2 separate regions of the Ovis aries genome follow, and region 1 is linked to region 2. The links are chromatin contacts, called in public Hi-C maps. All regions are on one chromosome and are shown on one strand. The core of a region is the stretch at or near the end of the contact, and the rest is flanking DNA. Distances in the headings are between cores, read along the strand shown. Region 1 overlaps LOC132660155 (a long non-coding RNA gene). Region 2 overlaps SLC24A1 (solute carrier family 24 member 1).

The links. A called contact is a pair of places that touch in the nucleus more often than the background predicts.
Region 1: a contact with region 2 is called in a Hi-C map of omental adipose tissue, with 2.7 times the contacts expected there. The contact joins two enhancer-like sites. A contact is called at or near these places in 11 of 16 Hi-C or Micro-C datasets (blood, hypothalamus, liver and 5 more).

The regions. Positions count from the first base shown.
Region 1 is chr7:12,686,536-12,691,059 of ARS-UI_Ramb_v3.0, reverse strand. It overlaps LOC132660155 (a long non-coding RNA gene), which reads right to left. Exons shown (of 4, transcript XR_009601411.1): 3 at 508-4,524. Among named protein-coding and RNA genes, the nearest start is that of TRNAQ-CUG, 29 kb to the left of the region's middle. Within about 2 kb of position 1,924, at least 16 of the 54 cell types and tissues checked have an H3K27ac peak or open chromatin away from gene starts, as enhancers often do.
Region 2 is chr7:12,524,331-12,528,634 of ARS-UI_Ramb_v3.0, reverse strand. It overlaps SLC24A1 (solute carrier family 24 member 1), which reads right to left. Exons shown (of 10, transcript XM_060418870.1): 4 at 3,440-3,548. Among named protein-coding and RNA genes, the nearest start is that of SLC24A1, 40 kb to the right of the region's middle. Within about 2 kb of position 2,009, at least 7 of the 54 cell types and tissues checked have an H3K27ac peak or open chromatin away from gene starts, as enhancers often do.

The sequences.
Region 1 (4,524 bases), core at 675-3,174, 160 kb before region 2:
ATTCTTTCTGTGATGAAACATCAAGAACCTGAGCTTTACTAAGTCCCGAGACCACGCGTGTGATCTCAGTTAAAAGACCGTGGGGGTGGAGGTGGGGCTTTCTTGGCGGCTCAGTGGTGGAGAATCCACCTGCCAATACAGGAGACAGGGGTTCAATCCCTGCTCCAGGAAGATCCCACATGCCTTGGAGCCACTAAGCCCACGTGCCCCAACTATTGAGCCTGTGCCCCAGAGTCTGGGAGCCGCAACTACTGAGCCCGCACACCTAGAGCCTGCACCTTGCAACAAAAGAAGGCACCGCGACGAGAAGCCCGCACACCACAACTAGAGAGTCATCCCTGCCTCCCGAAACTAGAGACAAAGCCCACGCAGCAGGAAGACCCAGCACAGCCAAAAATGAATAAATAAGTACAAGTATTTTTTCAAAAGGTTAAAAAAAGCAAAAGACTGTGGGCTCAAGTTCCAACCTGAGTTACAAGCTTTCAGTTAAACACGTGAAATGCTTACCTTTACCTGATTCTGCCCCTCTTTTATCTCCACTGTCTAGTTCGGAGTAGTCTCTACAGTCCCCTCTTCAGGCCAAGTACCCAGAGGGCATGCCCGGGGCTGATCTGCCGGCTCTGCAAGGTACCCAGCACACAGGGCAGACACCCGGATTGTGATGACAAAGACGGATGCCTGACACTTTGTCCAAGCCCAGGAGACACCAGCTCTGAAGCAATCTGCAGTGACAGCACCAGGGTGGGAAGTGAACAGCCTGTTTCTGCAAATTTCCTGTATTTTTGCCAGCTATGTCAGAATCTGACAGAAGCAGAAAGGATTAAGGGAGAAAGTCAGAAGTGAAGTGAGGGGAAGACAGTAATGGTGCTAAATATACCAAAAACTTGGTAATCAAATGGCCTTTTTCTAGTTCTTCCAGGCATTGAAGTTCATCCTCCAAAACCATGAAGGAGAGAGACTTCATGTGCCATTTCTATAATGGGAATAATGTAATCGTCACTCGCCCTCTTAAAACACCCACCAAACATGAATTTATACAATTATACAATTCTGGATCAACTTCTGTGTTAAAACCACATCCTTCTGATGATTAAGACTCTAGAATAAGCCTTGACATAAGATGTTGTTGTTGGTTTTTTTTTTTAGGAGAAGATGAAGGCCATTAGTGACCATTCTCCTCCCCTACTCTTATCGACCCCTACTCCTTTGTTCTTGAGCTATACTGGGGATTTGGAAGCCCCAACCTTGGTACTCACCCCTCCCCAGCAGTTCTTTATACCCATGGGAGAGTTATTTGAGGACCAGCAAAGCTTTTGGCACTCTTTAGCTTTCTCTATCTCTTTTATACTTTAATAAATCTTTATTACACAAAAGCTCTGGGCGATCAAGCCTCGTCACTGGCCCCAGATTGAATTTCTCTCCTCCAGAGGCCAAGAACCTCAGTCTTTCATGGCTCAACAACAACCTTTCACTATAAATTATCCACCCCATCTAAATGTAACAGTTACCCACACATTGCTTTGCTGACTATGTTTCTCCAGCTCTTCCTGTAACTTAGGAAGTAACATCTTCAGAACATTATAAAACACTCCTTAGATAATTTAGAAGCCCTCTTTCAAGGCCCCGCCTCACTTGTATATTTTTTTTAAATACTGCCTCTGGATTCTTGGTCTTCAATTTGAAACTTTTACAGCTGCTTCAGCACTTCCTTCCCTGAGAGAGCCTGTGGCCTTGCTCCAAACAACACTGCATGTCTTCCTCTAAGTATCTGGGTTTGTTTTGGTTTTCTACAACTGAGCTGTTGCTCTCTGAATGGCTGGAGCCAAAGCCTGCTGGGAAAAAAAACAGGAATGGGCCCCTGCAGCTCCATACACAGAGCCAAGGAGCTTGGAAACTTCTGGGAGGAGCAGCTGGGTGAAAAGAGGCAGGCCTCTATGGGATTCCAGATCACATCCTACTGGGACACAAATGACCCTGGAGGGCTGTGCTTATAGTTTCTCAAGGGCCTGGCACTTAGCTCTGCTGTCCCAGTGACTCACATGATAATTTTCCAGGCCTTCAAACTGGGTCAACAAGCTTTGTTTGTCCAGAGAGCTCCCCTGGGATGCACTGGAAGAAAAGAGACTGAAGCAGACTGAATGGGGATGTTTGGCCAGGTGATTCTTTCTGCTGACTTTCAGCCGGAGGAAATATTACCAGTATTCAGGCCAAAAGTTTGGAGAACTGAAAGCTGCCAAGCATCTGGACTGGATCAACATGCACAAGAGTTATTAGTTAAGAGTTAACCTCACTGCTAATGGTGGGTTTTGTCATTCAGGAACAAAACAGATACCGTGTGTGTGTGTGTGTGTGTGTGTGTGTGTGTGTGCGCGCGCGCACGCGTGCGCACGCACATATGCATGTGCTCAATCAGTCGTGTCCAACTCTTTGCAACCCTATGGGCTATAGCCTGCCAGGCTCCTCTGTTCATGGGATTCTCCAGGCAAGAATACTAGAGTGGGTTGCCACTCCAGATCCTCCTGCAGTGGATCTCCCTGACTCAGAGATCAAACCAGCGTCTCAGGCAGATTCTTTAGCACTGAGCCACCTGGGGAGCCCCCAAGTAACTTGGGAAGACCCTAAATCAAAATGTTCACTTTCCACAGATAAGAAAGACAGCAAGCTTGTGCTATGAATCATAGAAGCTTCCTTTAACTGTGTGACCTAATCCGCTTATTTATTAAGCAGTGGAATCATCCTGGGGCAGTATTTCTCAGATTTGAGAAATCACAGACCCCAAGAACATATCTGAAGAAATTTTATAACTTAGAATTAACTCATCTGCCTGCAGTGCAGGAGATCTGGGTTTGATCCCTGGGTCAGGGAAGACCCCCTGGAGGTCGAAATGGCTACCCACTCCAGTATTCTTGTCTGGAGAATCCCATGGATGGAGGAGCCCGGGGGACTACAATCTGTGGGGTCACAAAGAATCAGACATGACTGAGTGACTCAGCATGCATGCATAGAGGCATTATTCACAATGGCCAGAAAGCGGAAACAAACTGAAACTAAGCAAGACACTGTGGGGCTCTTCTGGGTACAAACCCTTCATGTTTCTTGTTTGTAGGATATAGGCTTCATTCAGTGCCCTAGACCTTTGGTGAGTTCCAAAGGGATGATTCAAACGGTTGCTAATCAGGGAGGAGAGGGAACAGAGAAACAGCGGAGGAGCAGTCAAGAAACAAAAATGCAGGGACTTCCCTGGATGCCCAGTGGTTAGGTCTGCCTGCTTCCGCTGCAGGCGGTTCCATCCCTGCTCAGGGAATTAAGATCCCGCATGCCCGTGGCATGACAAAACAAACTAACCAACAAAAAACAACAGCGCAGGGGTAAGGTCCTTGTCCTTTTGAAGAAACATATAACAACATCTCTGAGTTCTCCTGCAGGAACCCAGGTGGAAGAGGGTATCTTCAGGTTGAGCACAAGATTCCTAGAACAACCACCTTGTTAACCTCACCACCAACCAACCAGAAGAAAGTCACACAACTTTCTTTGAGAAGAACCCTCATCCCAAATTTTGCCCACTGGGGAGTTCAGGTTTTCTAAGTACAAGCTGCCCATTCTCCTGCTTGGCCCTGCAATAAGCTGCCTTTCTCTGCTCTAAACCCTGATGTTTTGCTAGTCTAAGAGTTAAATTTACATGAGACAGATTAACAGGAGAAAATCATGTAAAGTTTACTTACACAAATATGTGGGCGGCACCCAGGAAAATTGAATAACTCACCAAAATGGCCTCATTTTAAATAACTTCTTCAACTAAAGACAAAAGATGTTTAGGGTAGGGAGAGTCAGTTTTGGAAGGTTAACAGGAAACGCACAGTAAAGTGGTGCAGATTTAAGTTGCCTTCCCACCATGGTCTCTAGAGTTTGGGGTTCTTCCACAGAGAAGGGGGAGATTTCCCTTACAAATGTAAATATTTCTTACAAAAAGGCAACTTCTACTTGGTTTTCAGAGCCCTTCCTTGGCTAGGGAACTGACACCCTGCCAGCTGTGTGGTATGACAAAAAAAAAAAAAAAAAAAAGAACCAGAGAAACTCACCAAGAAATGACCTGAGGCCAGATTAAAGGAGTACAGGCCCTGCACACACCCAAATCTAATCAGCAACCCTGCCCTTGAACCATTGCTATAAAATTCCTCACCAAATCCTTCCTGGTTGGGACACACAGTTTCTGAGGCATAAGCCCACTGTTATCCCCACTTTGGCAAAGCAAAGCTACTATTTTCTTCTTCAACCACATCTCTGTTTCTGAGATTCGATTCACCACCGGTGCATAGAGGTTGAGCTTTTGGCATCAGTACCAATTAATCTAATGTGGAAAATTCTCTAAGAATGTCTCCTGCTGGGGCCTCACTTGGGTCATGGATTGACCACCCCTGATCTAAACACTATGACCTTCCAAAAGTGTCTGAAGCAATGGAATAAAATGGATGCTGCTAACTGAAGTCAGAGGGGGAAGGGCAACAAGAATTTATGTAAGCAAGG
Region 2 (4,304 bases), core at 760-3,259:
TGGCTGCCTGAGTGCTGAATTGAGAATTCTGCTCCAAGCGTGGCTGCAGAGCACCATGATTCATTGGTGATGTCCGCGATGGGCAGGGAATGGGGAAATAATGACAGGGAGGTGTTCCCGCAACCCCTGTAAGGTCTGCAGGTTACCGTCTATGAATTTACTTTGCTCTGGCTCCAGGGCACTCCTGGTGGCTATGCTCATAAGCGCCCCCTCTCCAGTGGGAAAGGGAAATGACGGACCATCAAGCTCCTGTCACACTCCTTTCGACCTCAGACACCTGGAACCCCAGCAGAGCCTCCTTCCAGACCCCTGTGCACGCCTTATGCTTTGCTGGTGGTCCACAGAGCATCATGCACAGAACAGTGCTGTCCTGATTTCCAGAAAAGAAACATGGGGAAGTCAACTCTCTTTCAATGACTATGTTCCAGGCAACATGCAAAGCGCTGCGGTTTCAGCTGAGAGGCACGAGCCTGAGCTGCAGGGGCTCAGGAGGGCCCTCCTCACAGCTGGGCCGGCCGCAGGGCAAGGACAAGGGCACGGCGACAGAGCAAGGCCGTGGGTCTATCTGGGGTCCAGGCTGGTGCCCCGTGGATGCCGGGTGGCCTGGGGAAGCCTGTGCACCCCCGCTACACCTCAGTGTCCCCTCCCTAAAGAAGCAACAATATGATATACTCAGAACACTGATGTGGGGGTCCAAGGGACAAAATAAACAGAAATACTTTAACTGCTGCATTAAATATTGCCATGTTAGTTTAAATTTTGGAGTAGGATGCCTGGGTTTGAATCCTAGTTCTGCTACTTGCTAGCTATGGATCCAGCAGGGTGATCCTCTGTACCTCAGATTCCTCACCTATAAAATCTTAACAGAGTTGTTGGAGGAATACATGAATTTATATTCGAACATGCTTAAATCAGCGCCTGGCAGCTACAAGATACTACCTAAGTGTTAGCTATGACAACAATGATGAGCTGACAACACTCGCTGAGAGCAGCTGTTCCACCCAGGAAGCAATTCTGCGCCGCTGAGGCCCAGCATTCCAGAGGCACACTGGAATGTGTGTGTTAATTCTGAGTTAGAAGGGACCCCGAAGATCCTCTGGTCCACAACACCGGCACACTCAAGATTTGGGAATCCACTCTGCCTGGGTCCAGAAGCAGAAGCAGGTCTGGAGTTTCCTTCTCTCAACCTGTCTCCTGAGCAATCAGGGTGGTTCAGCTGCAGCTGCCTCTGGCAACTGGCTCCACCCCCACAGAGCCATCACTCCGGCACGTGTGATCCCGTGAAGCATCCTGTCTCGGTGGGCCTGCTCAGCAGGTCCCATCAGAACTGAAATGTCAGCAAGTGGGTACTCCCACTGCCTCCCTCACGCAGACAGCTCCAGCGCCCCCGTGGACACTGATCAAGCACTGCAGTCTTCTGCTGAACAACACATAACTTTTCCAAGGGCTCCCCTGACCCCTGTCCTGGTGCCAAGAATACCTGTGGACTGTTGCCTGGAGGGGCTGGCAAGAAAACCAAGTTTCCCTCTTTCTTCTTCTTCTTCATTACACGCCCTAACCTCTCACTTCCCACGCCACTAAGGAACGCAGGTCAGCTTCAGGGCCTTTCTCTGTTCCTTCGTCTCTTTCATATACACACGCACACATCCATGTGAAGTCACCAGAAGCATGAGGTACTAGAGAGGTAAAGCTCCTGCCCAGGGTAAGAGTTCAGACCACAGATCAGCTCTATGGAAAGAGCTGGAACACTTGGAAAGGGTAGAAACATCTGGACAGCCATCTGAAAATAGCATACAGAAACACAAACGTGTCTGGAAAGTGCTGGGAACGAAGGCCTTCATCCCAGCCCCTCCTGGATGGACTCTTGGGGTGCAGGATCAGGGCCGGCTTCTCTGAGCAGGGCCGCACGCCAGCAACATCAGCAAACCTTCTCCGGGAGGGCAGCTGCACACCCGCCACACACCCACACAAGACATGCTTGTCTTCCCGGGGATGACTGTCACTGGCTCCCCCAGCGCCTGTTTCCTCACGTGGCTTCTCAGCTCTCAGTGTGGCCGGATCATCTCCTTAGTATCAATCTCCTCTGACCTCGGCCTGGCCTGGACACGGCCTGGACTTCACATAATCCTGTTAGGACAAGTAGGCCAGCGGGCAGCTACTGGTCATGGAAGAGGCTCAGGCAGGGGCCCCTGAAGGCCCATTCAGGATGAAGTCTTTATCTTTAGGACTTTACTAGAGCCGACAGTTCCACAAGGAGAGCCAGGCCTAACCCAGGGATACAGTTTCCTTCACGGTGCCCTGGCCAGATACACCCCCAGCACTGACCACCCGTAGGTGGCTGATGCTGTAGACTGCACCCCGAAACCCCAGGGGTGCTGTTTTTTTGGAGCTGACATGGGGGTGGCCTCTCCCAATGTCTGTGGAGGCTCTCCTTCAAGATTTTGTAGGGAAGGTTTGATCACCTTATTTTTGACTCTACTTTACACAGTACAATATGCTTGTCTTAAACAACCAATATCCTATGTGAAGAAGATGCTTCAGGGTCTGAGAAATCTGAAGCCCCTAAAATCTGTCCCTGGGCCTCACGGGTCAGTATCTGGTGTCACATTCAGCTCAGGCCTCAGCCTCCTGCCCAACTGCACTCCTTGGCTTCTACCCAAAAGTCAACTTTCTCTGATGGGCCTCCTGCCCGGCTCCAGTTCTGTACCAGCGTCCCAGAGACAGAGGCACCCCAAGAGAATAGGAGTGTACCTGAGAGTGCCCTTTGGGGCCCGCAAAGCGTGTCCAAGACGGCTCTCTGAGGAAGCGGGGCAATTGGCGAGATGCGATAGGTGGATGGTGAGACTCTCAGCTGTTTCTATCATTTGCCAAGTTAGACTTTAGCCTCCACTGCACTTTGGACCCTCATGACTCCCAGAAGAGGTCCTGCTGGCTCTCAGGGTGTCCTTTGGGATTCCTGGCTGAGGGAGGGGTCAGCCAGCTTCCTAGGACTCCAAAGCTGAATACAGAGCAAAGGAAGGTACCAGCCAGAACTTCCAGCCATGGGGGCCCACAGGAGGTGCCCCCAGAAGCAACCTTGGCCACACTACCTGGCTGGAGACTCTGTGGGACACTGAGGCTAACTCATGGGAGTGGGCTTTGCAGGAAGTCACTGAGAGCAGCCCCCATGGAGACCACTGCAGGGCACGCGACCCTCACGGCCTCACTCACTGCAGATGAACCCTCTCGTTTCACAGGAGGGACAAAGAGACAGGGAGGTAGGGGGATGTGCGTAACGAAGGGCCTCAGCTCCTCAGGGTCCTCTGGGTGAGGCTTCCCCGACGGCCTGCCCTTGCCACCCACCCTCTCCCGCCCTCACTCCACTGCCTCTGCACTTCACAAGCCCCAGTTCTGTCCAGCTCAGAAGGGAGACCACGCAGGTCTGGCAGGCCTTGCTTACCTTCCCCCAGAGGGTCCAGGCTGTGGAGCATGAGCTGGTAGATGGTGCTGCGGATGGTGCTGTTGTGCAGAGAGGCCGAGCTGCTCCCTCGGGTCAGCATGGACGAAAGCTGAACAGGAAAGAGCCGCACAGGCCTCATTGGGCCCCCGTCAGAGCCAGGGGAGGCGCCACAGGGGGGCCTCGTGAAAAGTAAAGATCAGAGCCTTATCTTGGCGTCCCCTCTCCCTTCACCTCAACAGGAGAGTTACAGTGCTTCCCTTCTCAGCCTCCCCTCAACTCTTCCATGACTGGTTAATTCTACCTACCAAGTCATTCCCCAAGCTCCTGACAGGGAGCAGACGATGTATATTAAGGACACCACATTCCTGAGGGATGGTCCATCCCTGCAAGTCCACCCTCTAAGAAACAGTCTCACCCACACACCTCACAGACAGCCCCTGACAGTCCCCAGAGAACACCCTGGCGCTGTGTCACTGGCCCACCCCCGGAGACAAGCAAGGCTGTGACACCCACCTACAGAGAAAACCGAAAGTCACCAAGGCCGAGTGCTTATCCGTCTTTGGGGCATCAGTGAAAGAGTTAAGACGGGGGCCCAGGCCTTCGGAATCCAGCCCTTTCTTTTCTACCCATGTGCTCAAGAGACCTTCACAGGTACACACATACACACGTCTGCATCTGCAGACACACAGGTGTGACACCTACTCACCCATAGCATTAAAAAGGCAGACCAAATGGAGTCGCTTGTGCTCTGCTCACATCACCAAACTGAAACATAAGACACCTAACCTAACTGCAGTTCCAGCCCCTCCAAGGAACGTACTCTTAATCAGTTAGTCTGGAAAGACCTGGTTAGCACACTAGTGAG